Linked DNA regions of Triticum aestivum: region 2 is linked to region 1. The links are chromatin contacts, called in public Hi-C maps. All regions are on one chromosome and are shown on one strand. The core of a region is the stretch at or near the end of the contact, and the rest is flanking DNA. Distances in the headings are between cores, read along the strand shown.

Region 1 (6,013 bases), core at 2,704-5,203:
CCCGGTTACCTCTTTGTTTTCTTAAGTACATTATGTTGCATATTATCGTTCAATTCATCAACTCACGATGCAGGTACATAGATCAGAGATGGCGAAGGGCTACTATGCCGTGTACGTTGGGAGGGTTCTAGGAGTCTACGACCACTGGGCAGCCGCTCAGGCCCAGGTGCACAGGTACTCGGGTGCTAGCCATAGTGGGTTCGACAGCAGAGCCGAAGCGGAAAGTAGTTACTTGAGGTGGACACTCCAGCATGAGCAGGGGCGGGACCGCCGGTACTACATAGTCGCGCTCTTGCTCATGCTGATCGCTCTTCTCTTCTACATCATGGTTTAGATAGAGATGATGAAACTTGTATGTGTGCCATGACCATGCAGTTGCACTTATTCGAGACATGGCATTATCGCACTTGTGTATCGCTATTTTCGAGATGTGATGATATTTGTGTTGAATGATGATGATGATGATGATGATGGTATGATGAGACTACTATATGTCTATGATATGATGAGAATAGTGTATGTTTAGTATGATCTGATGAAACTATTGTATAGAGCCTGTATAAATACAGCGCAAATACGTAGGGGTGGGGGTCGGTGAAAGCAGGAACATTAGCAGTAGCGCTGGCTTAGCAGCAGCGCTTCATATGAACAAGCGCTACACATAGTTATCAGTAGCGCGGGTGCAGGAAGCGCTACTGCTAACAATACTTACCAGTAGGGCTGCCTATACCAGCGCTACTGCTACAACTTAGCTGTAGCGCGCTAGCAGTAGCGCTGGACCAAGCGCTACTGCTATGCTTATTTCAAGTGCTACTACTAGGGTTTTCCCTAGTAGTGAGTGTGCGGCATGCGCCTCGTACGTGCACGCCGAGCCAGCCAAGCGTGCGCGGCCGCACGCGGATTTGTGCCATGACGCCAACGTCGTCTCCCTCCCCATCGCCCCCACCCCCGCAACCTCCCGCCATGATGGCCGAGGAGGAGGAGCGGCTCCTGCAGGCCGTCATGGAGGACTCCGAGAGGGAGTACACGCGCCAGCAGGAGGAGGAGTGGCAGGGCTTGCAGTATATGCTTGAGCTCTCAGCCTCCGGGGACGTGTACATCCCGGAGCTGGATGTCAAGCAGGAGGTCAAGGAGGAGCCCGCGGAGGAGCGTGCATTGGCGCGTGGTCGCCACCCCCAGCGGGTGCCGCGCCCGCCTCCTCTGCCGCCTGCACAGTACGCCCCTGGCCCAATCTGGGGGGCGCCGCCCCACCCTACATCGACCTGACGAGCAACGACGAGGATGGTGGCGCCTAAAGACGGCGGCTGCGACGGCATCAGCGGCGACGGCGAGGTCTTCTGCGGCGCGCGGGACGACCACATTATCTTTTGCTTTGTTTTTTTGTTTTATGTTAATTAAACTAAGTGTTGTGGTTGGGCCGTAAGGACGCGGACTTTTAAATACTATGTTTTTAAGTTTTTTAGCTGTTAGAATGCCTTATCTTAGCTTTTGTTTTTTGTTATTTTCCCCTGTGTCCACCGCGGACAAGTTGCGGCTGGGGCCGCGCGCCAGGCCGTTCCGACAAGGACATCCGCCTCTCATTTCCATCCTAAACGAATGAAATCCGGACAAAACGGATGCCTGAATAAGGTCTAGCATTGGAGTTGGCCTTAGCATTCGATCCATTTTTCTTTTTCTGTTGCCATCGCTTGGCAGCCCAGCAGAAAGAACCCCGCACCACCACGGCCACGAGATAATCCTCCTAGGCGCTGCACCACGGTCACGTGTTGCCGAACCGGTGGAGGGGTTGTGTGGCTCTCCACGTACAACGGGCGGCATGGCAGAAAACGAAATGACGCCTGTGCGGTGCCCAAGTTCTTGTGCGGCTGCGGTTGTTGATGGGCGCAGGGTAGCGATGAGAGGAGGGATCGTCTGCCCCCGGAAGAAACATTTTCTATGCTGCTTGAGTGCTCGCGCACGGCGGAGATCACCCGCCGGCTCGTGGCTGAGAGGGTCACGGAGACCTTCTGGCCTCTCTGAAATAGTATATCTCCTTCCCTTGCTGAGATGTTGGAATGGGATAAACAAGCATATCAATTGTTTATGGATAGCTTTTATTAGTATTGCCAGCTGCTGCTGCCGCCGCTGACGGTTACACGGATCGAAACTTCGTTGCGTGCATTTGCTCTTTCTTTTTTTAGGGAACTATGATTTGATTTGACCAAAAGAAAAATAAAAGGATGAGGAGAATATTATTGCCAAAATGTTTAATTGCTCGGTAGCATTCATTCTGAATAAAAAAATAAACAAGTTTTTTGCCAAGAAATATACAAAGGTTTTGAAGTTATGCACAAAAAGGAAATACGTTTTGGTGCGAGATACACACAAAAAAACATGGAATTTTATAGTGACAAGCATGTGATAGAAATACAATTATTGTATTTTTGTGGAGCTCACATCAAAAACATATTTCACTTTTTTTTTTGCGCTGGTAGAAGAATTTTATTCCATAGGCATAGGGTTACAATCACGAGGCAAGAGATCACACGATGAACCTCGTCCAAGCCATACAACAGTAGTACTCTCTGTACGACTATACAGGGTCAAACGATCTACTACCCTATTTTGCACATGACTAATTTTCAAGGGAATGAAAACTCTATCTACCATAAGATGACGAATCTCGGCGACTAAATGCCCGTAGGCAGATCTGGATAATCTGTCGCCAGTCAAGGCGGAGAGGGCGACAGAAGAATCCGACTAGACAATGATAGGTAGCTCACAATGCTGGATAGCCAGAGCCATACCTTGCATTAGCGCATGCAACTCCGCTTCCAGTGCTTCATTGCAGTTAAAGATGCACAGGTATGCAACACTCCCATCATGTCTCCTCAATATCATCCATGCCGCTGCTGACCCATCAGACTGTAGGAAAGATCCATCAACAGATAGGGCCACCTTCCCCAGTGGTGGCTTCGGCCATGGGTGAACTATGGCCTCCTTCTGCGCGACAGCCGGCTCCTCCCAAAAAAAACATATTTCACTTTGACAGATTACAAAAATGTAGTATACATCCTTATGCACGTGTGTATTTTGCAGATTTTTTTTGAAAGTTCAAAGTGTTGTTTTTTGTTTTATCTTTAAGAAATATTTAGGCTCCATGCAGCAACTAACATTCCCCGCATCATAGTTTTTATTACATAGAGCAAAAGACTTGTTCGAGACAAAAGTCGCGCAAGAGCCATAAACATGTCCGTTTTTTTGTGTGAGAGGGGGGCTAGGTTTCTGCTGCGCTGGTTTTCCCCACAATATAAATGACACTCAGGGGTGTACGTATGTTGTAGAATACTTTAGGCATGCGATGTGTCGCATGTAATTTACCAAAATAATTTGAATTGTAACTTTCCATATTAGAGATGACTAGACGTGCAAATATTACAGTGATGCGCGTACACGCTATACAAGAAGAGAAATATTGTATGCACATCAACAAGATAGTACTTAGAGCAGAAGAAACAAATAAGGGAAACATTTGTTAAGAGAAATATTAGAGATCTACTACGAATATTTTACGATTCCACGACGTTAAAGAAATATCAAGCAGGCATATAAATCAAATCCATATGTAAACGACTATAAATTGTTAAGATTTTCCGCGACATATTCTCTATTTATTACGTAGCTCGTCCCAAAGATAGCAAGCAAAGACGCTTGTTCGACACAAAAGGTTCAGCAAGACCCATAACTACACACATCCGTTTCTACTGGGCTCGCACACGCCATTGCGCATCATAACCGTCGACGTCGGCTTGTGCGCATTCCAGAGCGGGCACACACACAGCTGCTTATCCACATCGACCAAAAGGCGGGCGAGACGGAACACGCACACGCCGAGGACCCGTCCCGTTCCCAGCTGAAAGACACGCATCGCTGTGCTGTGTCGCTGTGCAAGCGGCGGACGGACGGGCGGACACACCGTGTGGCTGCCTGCCTCGGCTTCGGCCTGCATCTGCATGGTGTGTGTGAGCTTCCCCTGCACCCACGGCTCTCCTTCCCTCTCCCCTCTCCTTTATAAGCTCCCACCCAAGCTTCCACTTCACCTCCACCACAATCCGCACGGCCTCGCCTCCCTTGCGCCCTTGGCCCTTGCCTTGTTCATCATCGGTCGCCTCACCGCAGTTGAGCAATCCTCGCTTCCTGTCCCTTCTTCTGCACCTTCTTCCTTGGTGAAGTAGAAGTCGAGCCGACCGATCCTATCCAGATATCCACTCCAAGCTCGTCTCTTCAATCCAAAGCAAAACAAAGAGAAAGATCCAGGAGAAACGGCCGATCGGGACATCGATCTCCCAAGCTAAACAAACCGCGCTTCCTTCTTAGCCTCTGCTCTGTTCTTGCCCGTGAACACCACGAGTACCAAGCACCGAGAAACTAGGAGAGGAAGGAGGAGGAGGAAGAAGCCTCTCCATAGAATCAACCGATCGATCGGGGGTCTTGATCTTGGCCAGCGAGAATGCGGCAGATCTCGTCCATGCTGCAGGGGCTGGCCCGCTCCATGTCTCTGGGAAAGGAGAGGAAGGAGGCGGAGGAGCCGCAGGGGACGGTGCTGCGCTCGTCGGGGACGCTCTGGGGCGAGGGCTCCGAGACCTTCGCCGCCGCGTGCTCCCGCCGCGGCGAGAAGGGCACCAACCAGGACACCTCCATCGTCTGGGAGGTGAGTTTGCCGGCCGCCCTGCTTCTTCCCTGCTTGCTCTCTGATGCATGTGAATGAATTTTTACGCTGGCTATCACAACATAGTACCGGTGGCGTGTAGCAGTCAAAGATCAGCATCCACCACGTACTCCGCACGGAGCTTCTTGCCACACAATTTAATTCCCGCGTTCCCAACACAAATTTCTGCTACTAGAGAGGCAGAAGAGGTTAATTATGGCCAAGATGAGCCGGTGACATGGTCTCTGTTCCACAGAAAATGGCGAGGGTACAGCGTTGGGACTCGGGACTAGTCGCCGGCTTCTTCTTCTCATTTCTGACCACAGAAGAAATAAATCAGTTTTCATCTGCTCGCCTTGCGTGTGCGCTAAATAAAATAGAGATTGGATCCCGTCTCCCTCCGTTGTTTACCTAACCATTTTTCTGATATTTTTGTGAGATGGTTCAGTTCTGTTTTGTGGTGGTATTCTGTACGGCCTAACTATTGTTAGGCCATCATTTACCAGATTACGTGTTGCCTTTTGGGACGATCCTGGATCATGTTGTTCACAAGTTTCTTGGATACGGCGCTTGCCTTTCGCCTCTAGGCGTTTCATCCTGTAGTACTAGTATCTGCCAAAAAAGGGATGGTACGTGTCTTGATTTGCTGGAGCCACAAAAGGTGTTGGGTTTGTTTGTTGGGTTTCTTGGTATCTGAATCCAAAGTGGCTTTGGACAGTTAAACACCTAAAACATACTGATTGCGATGGTCGGATTTGCTATTTTTTCAGACTGCAAGTCCATTATATTTCATAAATTTGCAAAACATGTAATTAACCACTTTTTGTTGGATAAAAAACGGACAGTTAGTTATCGGGTTAGAAATACGTCGATCGACTTAGAAATAGACACTCCCTTAAACTGCACTAGATTGGAAACACGATCTAATTTGACTACTCAGTTCCGCAAAAAAGGACAACGATGACCTACCTGCACAAAAGGGCCGTCTGGTTCAGTTGGTTGTCAATTCTATCATGTCACTCCCCGTAAAACATAAAATCTATCACGGCACGCCGAAATCTTGGATTTCCATTTGCCATGCACAGTAAATTTGTACCCATCATTTCAATATTTTCGTTTCTTCTCGATTTTGATAAGAAAAAGAGATTTCAATATTGTCGTTTCTTCTCGATTTCTTACGGTTCTGTTTGCTTGTGTGTTTTCTTCTCTATCCAGGGATACGGGTGCCAGGACGACACCATCTTCTGCGGCGTCTTCGACGGCCACGGCCAGTGGGGCCACTACGTCGCCAAGGCCGTCCGGGAGTCGCTGCCGCAGCAGCTGCTG
Region 2 (6,571 bases), core at 2,323-4,822, 200 kb before region 1:
ACGAACTATGTTGGATGCAGTGGCTTTTGGATGGGATGTGGTTGCTTTTGATGATAAATATGTTGGATGCAGTGGCTTTTGGATGGGATGTGGTGGCTTTTGATGATGAACTATGTTGGGATGCTCTATGTTGATGCTTATCGTTCAATTGGAAATGTTATTGAAATGTGTGAGTTGTTATTCAAAATTTTGAATTGTTTATAAGAAACATTTGAATTATAGGGAGTGTATAAGCAAATTTTGAATTATGTATGCAAAAGGATGGAGGAAATAGCAAATGAAAAGTATAGGGAGTTAAGTTTAGGGGAAGAACTAGGTGCAAGAAAGTTTAAGCCCTCAAATTTTAGGGAGGTTATCCAGGGAGTTAAGTTTTAGGGAAGGTGTAGAGATACTCTTACAACTACAAGGGCATATGCCTGTCTGATGGTGTTTTGTGTTGTTTGTGTGATATTTTTATAGAACATATTAGAGGGGCGATGCTAGTTCACGCGCGGCTGCGGCAATGCTCGTTTTTGGACTGGTCCCCGGTTTGGAAAGTGCATCGATGGGGTGGGATAGTTTAGAGCAACCGGCGGGTTTGGATAGTTTAGAGTGGGCCCCACCGCCCTGAAAATCAGGGGGGGGGGGGAGAGATTAGTAGTTGACTAATTTGATGGGCTCTCAGCGATTCATATGTTAACGAGCCGTTCCACATGTGCATGACCAGATCCACCTGGTGGGCCCCAAAGGAAAAGGCTGTCGGCTGAGTGCTTGGCTTTGGATGGATCGACCGCTCCAGCGCGCGGGTGTGAAAGAGTCTCTTCTATATTAGAATGTAGTGATGTATTATACATCATGTGAAGTTTTGATTCAAGGAATAGAAATAATCTGCAAAACCCTTAAGACTAGTTAGTTAGGATCTTATTGAGTGTTTGGATACTTTTTTGGAAAACGCAAAAGCATCTGCGTTTCATTTCATTGCAAAGGTAGAGAAAGGAAAGCCTCGATAGAGGCATGATACAATGTACGAAGAAACAAAACTGACACCCTAATCCCTAAAAACATTTATATGTTCACACTTGTATGATGTATGTATAGATAAATGATCAAAACTATCCTGCGCCGAACCTCCTTCGTGTGGGCTAAAACTCACCTACCGCCTTGGTTAAAACCTGATAAAAGAAAATTACGTGAATTTGGTATATCACAAGCATGCTTGATAAGGATGTCTTCTCTTTATTGTAGGAAACAAGAAAATTCCGTGCATTATTCAAGTTCACAAAATATCATTTTCTCTTGCAGGTTAACCACATCATGGATCCTATGGATGATACAACGTTCAAAAATATCTGGATGGCCACTGCTAAGGTGACAGAAACAAAAATGTTGTACCCTGAAGTCATAGTTCATTCAAGAATCAAGACTATGATTACTAAGCATATGGGACGTTCCCTATAAATTACGTTATATTTGGTATTTGCAAATTCTTTTGTTGATTTCCTTTATTCTTATTACTGAATTACCTGAGCATGTCTGGCAGACAAATACCACGATTTACCAGGATGTATTCTCTTGTGTTCCCAACGATCTCATCCATTCAAGGTATTTATCAACAGCCATTTCATCTCAGTATTATTTCATCCCATTGTTGCATTCTCTGAAACATAATAACCACACAGGACACAGTTTCGGCAAAGCATTGCTTACTGGAAGGAAAAAATTGGCCACACTACAATTGATCTAGGCGTTGCCCAAGAAAAGCTCGAAACCTACCAGGATGGCGATCTCAAAGGTGCCGACCCTATGGAGAGATTGCAGTTGGTCAGAGGCCACCTTGTATCTTTTCCTTTGGATTTCATGTGCCAAGAGGACTTGAGACCATATTTCAGTGAAAGCGAGTATTACACATCTCCACAAGTTTTCCATTAGGTTGATTTTCATGGAAGAGTTGCTCTCCCAGTGCCTTAGTTGTACATAGTACAGGCGCCAGCTTGTAGATGTTTTTACAGGAAATGAAGAAAATATACGGCCACGTCAGGCAGTTTACAAATATACCCCATTCACCGGAGTTCTGTCTTTTTGGGCAATTACCCGTGCTCAGATTCTTCTTTTTCCAACCAAAGAATATAGGAATATAGTTAGTTCATTCGACGGCTCTGGTTTTTTTAGGTGAGAAATGCCCCTGTTCAGTTGACACTTTTCCAGTCCAGAGAATAGGCTCTTTCTTTAAAGCTGTCTTGGTTGTACATTATGAATTATTTTTGAAGAATAAGTACATTCTAGTTGGCCTTGCAATGTATGCACTATTAATCTCTCCGGTGTGACTTTTGAAACCTTTGCTGTCTTGTGTTTCATCTTCTCGAGAATTACTGTACATTCTAGACAGAACAATCATCCCATCTTGAACTGATGTGTTTCTGTGATGTTATGAATGAGGATGTATTTACCCAGATGAATGATATAACGAATGAAGATGCACGTACCCTGCACCTCTTCACCGGTAATCATTAGACGTCATTGCATGTGTTTTGGCAGAAGCTGGTAATAAGAAACAGCCGAGGGTTACGTCCATACTATGTAGCTATATCCTAATAGAGTGTGATTACGTCCATATTTCGCCCATGGTTTCTCACAGAAGTCCTGGACATCTCTCGAAGGAACCACTTTAGCAGTTAGCTCGTCGGCTAGATGCCCTCCAGCCAACACAAGCTACAACCAACTTTGTAGCTTCCTGCAGCAAGACCAACAAACCCACAACTCTAATAATCAATGGTTTGTAGCTACATCAGCACTTAACTAACACAGGGTACGTGATCGTTTTTAACTAATGTAATAAGGTTATAATACTTTTGCATTTTTTTTATACTCCCTCCGTCCCAAAATAAGTGTTTCAACCTTAGTAAAACTTTGTAATAGAGTTACAAAGTTGAAACACTTATTTTCGGACAGAGAGAGTAGGTAATTGCAATAGTATATATACGGTCGCCTCACCAGATACCCAAATAAGTTTTTATCTAACTGCTTTGGCGATTGAGCTAGGTTTGTAACTGTTTATCTAACTGCTTTGGCGGTTGAGCTAAGTTTGTAATTGTTGAGCAATAGTGCCTTGTCAAGCCTACTCGGTGGGCAAAGCTTGGAAAGCACTTGTATGAAAACACTTATGGCACGATCAAGCTACATCAATGATCTGATGTTTTGAAGTCGTAGTTGTGAAATTGACGAAACGTTAATGAATACATAGTTGATGAAAACGAATCAAGGATCCTTTCGGAAAGCCGTGGACATGCATTCATTCCTGCAGGCTGCAGGTGTATTACAGATTAAATTTGGGTTAACACATCCAGTGAATTCTTAGTGGGAAAACATGTGCTCGTGCTTGCACTCACTGGAATCTCAAATTTGTTTCCTGGTTCGGCAAATCCATTGGCAGTCAGTGTCGATATTGAAACTTGCATCTCCGCCACAAAAAAGAAAAAAAGAAAAAGAAAAAAGAAAATCAATGCTTGTGGAACTGGAAATGTCTAGAATGTGTCGCCTCCTTCCGTGCCCTATTTTTAGCCAAGCACCAACCAGTCTAGCTAGGTGTCCTGATCATGTAGGCCAGATCTGATTGCTAGGCACCTCTGAACGGGACGGGACCCAGTGCTATGATACCACCACTCATCTCAATGCCTCATCGGCTGTGTCCTTTAATTTCTTGCCTAGTCATTCTGACGATATAGTGGGCGCAGCGCTGTGGGCTCACGCGTGTTGGTCGACGTGGATCCATGCCATCTTGTTGGCTTTTCCTTCTTAGGATCCAGATCCCTACTATCCCACAGAAGCTACTTGCACAGATCAGATGGGAGTTTTCCGTAGCACTCCGTCTCCGGTGTTCTCCTGTACTTGCACAGATCAGATATTTACTCCGTTTCCGGTGTCGCGTGTACGAGTCACCAAGCACTGCGCATATCGTAGCTGCACTGGGCACCGCAAGCGACGCTCTCTCGTACAGTACATGCATGCGCACGGTGTGATGTTTTTCTTAGAGTCCAAGGCAATGGTAGTTCGCACAAATCGAATGCCATTCAATCTAGAATTGGCAAATTTTCACATACTTCTCAAGCTCTTTTTTGACACTAAAAATCACATAGTTCTCGAGACCGGAGCCCGTCTGATGGCCGATCGAGGAGAGCACGAGTGCACGTTGCCTGCCGGCGACTTGATTCTCAAACGCAACCTAAATGATTAGACATTCTCTTTGCGGGGCCTAAATGATTAGATTAGACATGCGTGAACATCCCGATCGAAGCAAATCATACAGCACAAAACCATACATCTCTGCTCCATGCATCACGAGCAAGAAACAAACAAGCACTCCCTTCATCTCATAATGTAAGACGTTTCTTGACACTAGTAAAACGTTTCTTGACACTACAATGTCACATTATAGGACGGGGGAGTACATTCGATGACGGCCAGAACACTACATATATTTTGGATATTTCGACCCAACTTGTTCCAGAATAGATATATAAAGGTGAGAATCGCGAGTACGGACATTAGATGCCAAGCGGCGCCGTGCTGCCGTTGGTTTCCAGCTCACATACAAAGCCCTCGGACCTCGGTGCGCCGCCCCCGTAGGCTGCAACTGCAAGCAAAGGTGTCCGCTGCTAGGCGTATAGACATGCACACGGAAGATTCTAGAGCCTGAGGCTAGGACCACTAATTCCAATATAGGAATCCAGAAGTCGTACGTACACTCCACTGATGAGCACATAGACATGGATGCAAAACCGCTTTGGTTCATGAGCTGGTGCACTTTGCTTCTTCTGAGGTGGTTAGTGCGTTAAAGCCATACATAAGAGGCTGATATGCACGCGGACAAAGTAAACAAGCACGTAAAAACAACAGGAGGGAACTATACCATTTCTTTTTTAAGGGAGCTAAACTTTTGCTTGAAAACAAACCAAAAAGATCACTATGAACATTTCAGATGCTGAAGGGGCAATTAGGATTGTCTGGCCAGGGTCCAACTCCATCCATGATCCGTGACCTGAAAACCACAGACAATTGTACTGCCATGATTTAAGACAAATAGAATGAAAGTTTTTTTTAATGACGGATGCAACGTCAGAAAGCCGAGGAATTAATTTCCGGCGCCGCCTGGGGGAGAAAGCAGAGCTACTCTAGCTATCTGCTGCACCTGCATGCATGGTGGGGCTGGTCCTGGTCCTCTCCTGGTCTGGTTGGTAGAACCACACTCACTTGCTTGGCTCATTCTTCGCTAGTGGACTGGACTCATCCACCATCGATCTGGATCGTCCTATCCTGCAAGTTGCATGATAAGATATGTCGTTTGGAATTCCAGCTGGCCAATTTATTGAATCTAGATTTCATGCTTCCACTGCATCCCGCGTGCACCGACATGGTTGTGTCACCGAAAGTTGTTTGTCATGTACACAGACCTGTTGATGACTTTTCATTTTTCAGGCTGTTGGATCTTACTACAAAAATAATAATTTAACCAGCCTTTTTACATTCCTGGTGACACTGCTCCAGATCTATCGATCGACCTCTGCTCTCTCCGGTGCATGCATGCGTCCATTCTGTTTAACATAAGCTAGAACAAAGCTTTCTTCCAATCATGGGGCAGATGAGGACAAGTTGCCACTGGATCATCATGGCCGGGCGACGCATCTGCTGATGGGCATCATACAGCAGCAGCAGAGCAGAGATGGCAGAAAGATGGATGAATGGATACGGATAGGAGGAGGCCACTGATTAGTGATTACCACTTACCAGGAACACCTGCTAGCTTTATGTCCCGACTCTGATAGCGTCCATCGGCAATAATGCAATCATGTACCGATGTACGAGTAGTATCCATTTCTCGCTGATCGGATCCGATCCAGGGGTGACTGACTGATTGATGGCTGTTGGTGATGATCGACATATATCACTTGCGGCCATTGCCAACTGGAGTCCCTGCCGGGATATCTGGTCGGCATATTCGTCTGCGGTGCGCGTCTTTATGACTCACACCGGTGTCATTCGCCACGGATCCATGTACTGCTCGCCTAGTGGTCAGGTCACATGTTGTTGGCATTTCTGTTTCTGTCGTGGCTGTTGCGCTGTAAGCCGGAGGCGATTTGCAGTTCGCAGGCGTGCCTTCCCGGACGGCAATCCACCTTTCCTGTTGAAAAGGCTGTCAGGGTAACGGAGAGGACGTCCACAGTTTTTGGCCCAGATCGTAGGCTTATGTGGCTTAATCTGTTCCTTTTCTTTTCTGGTCTACTTTGTTGTGGGTTACTATTCAGAATTGGAAAATGTGACAGCCAATTGGAAATCAAAATGTAGCTTTCGACCGGGGGTAATTTTCCTTCTCATCTTCATCCTCATTGGCTTGTGGTGGCAAATAATCATGATCACACAATCTTGCGGTACCAGTACAGTGTGTACTAGCATGATGATCTCTTTATTTTGAGTGTATTCTTGGGCTTTTTTTAAAAAATAAACTCTTGCTTGTAAAAAGTGGGTTATTGGATCCAAACATAAGAACACGAGGGTGAGAGGTCGAAAAGCATATTTTATTGCAGCAACTTTTTTTGAC

What was found. A called contact is a pair of places that touch in the nucleus more often than the background predicts.
Region 2: a contact with region 1 is called in a Hi-C map of leaf, with 6 times the contacts expected there. The contact joins the enhancer-like site here to the promoter of LOC123181759 in region 1. A contact is called at or near these places in 1 of 5 Hi-C or Micro-C datasets (leaf) and 1 of 1 datasets of contacts at active chromatin or transcription factors (leaf).

What each region holds. Positions count from the first base shown.
Region 1 is chr1D:320,483,142-320,489,154 of IWGSC CS RefSeq v2.1, reverse strand. It overlaps LOC123181759 (probable protein phosphatase 2C 48), which reads left to right and starts at 3,953. Exons shown (of 4, transcript XM_044594093.1): 1 at 3,953-4,690; 2 at 5,903-6,013. The coding sequence starts at 4,490.
Region 2 is chr1D:320,683,897-320,690,467 of IWGSC CS RefSeq v2.1, reverse strand. It overlaps LOC123181761 (phospholipase D zeta 1), which reads left to right. Exons shown (of 20, transcript XM_044594095.1): 18 at 1,282-1,347; 19 at 1,520-1,581; 20 at 1,659-2,293. The coding sequence ends at 1,908. Among protein-coding and RNA genes, the nearest start is that of LOC123181761, 18 kb to the left of the region's middle. Within about 2 kb of position 3,572, at least 6 of the 8 cell types and tissues checked have an H3K27ac peak or open chromatin away from gene starts, as enhancers often do. A contact at or near this core is called in leaf, where this site is marked.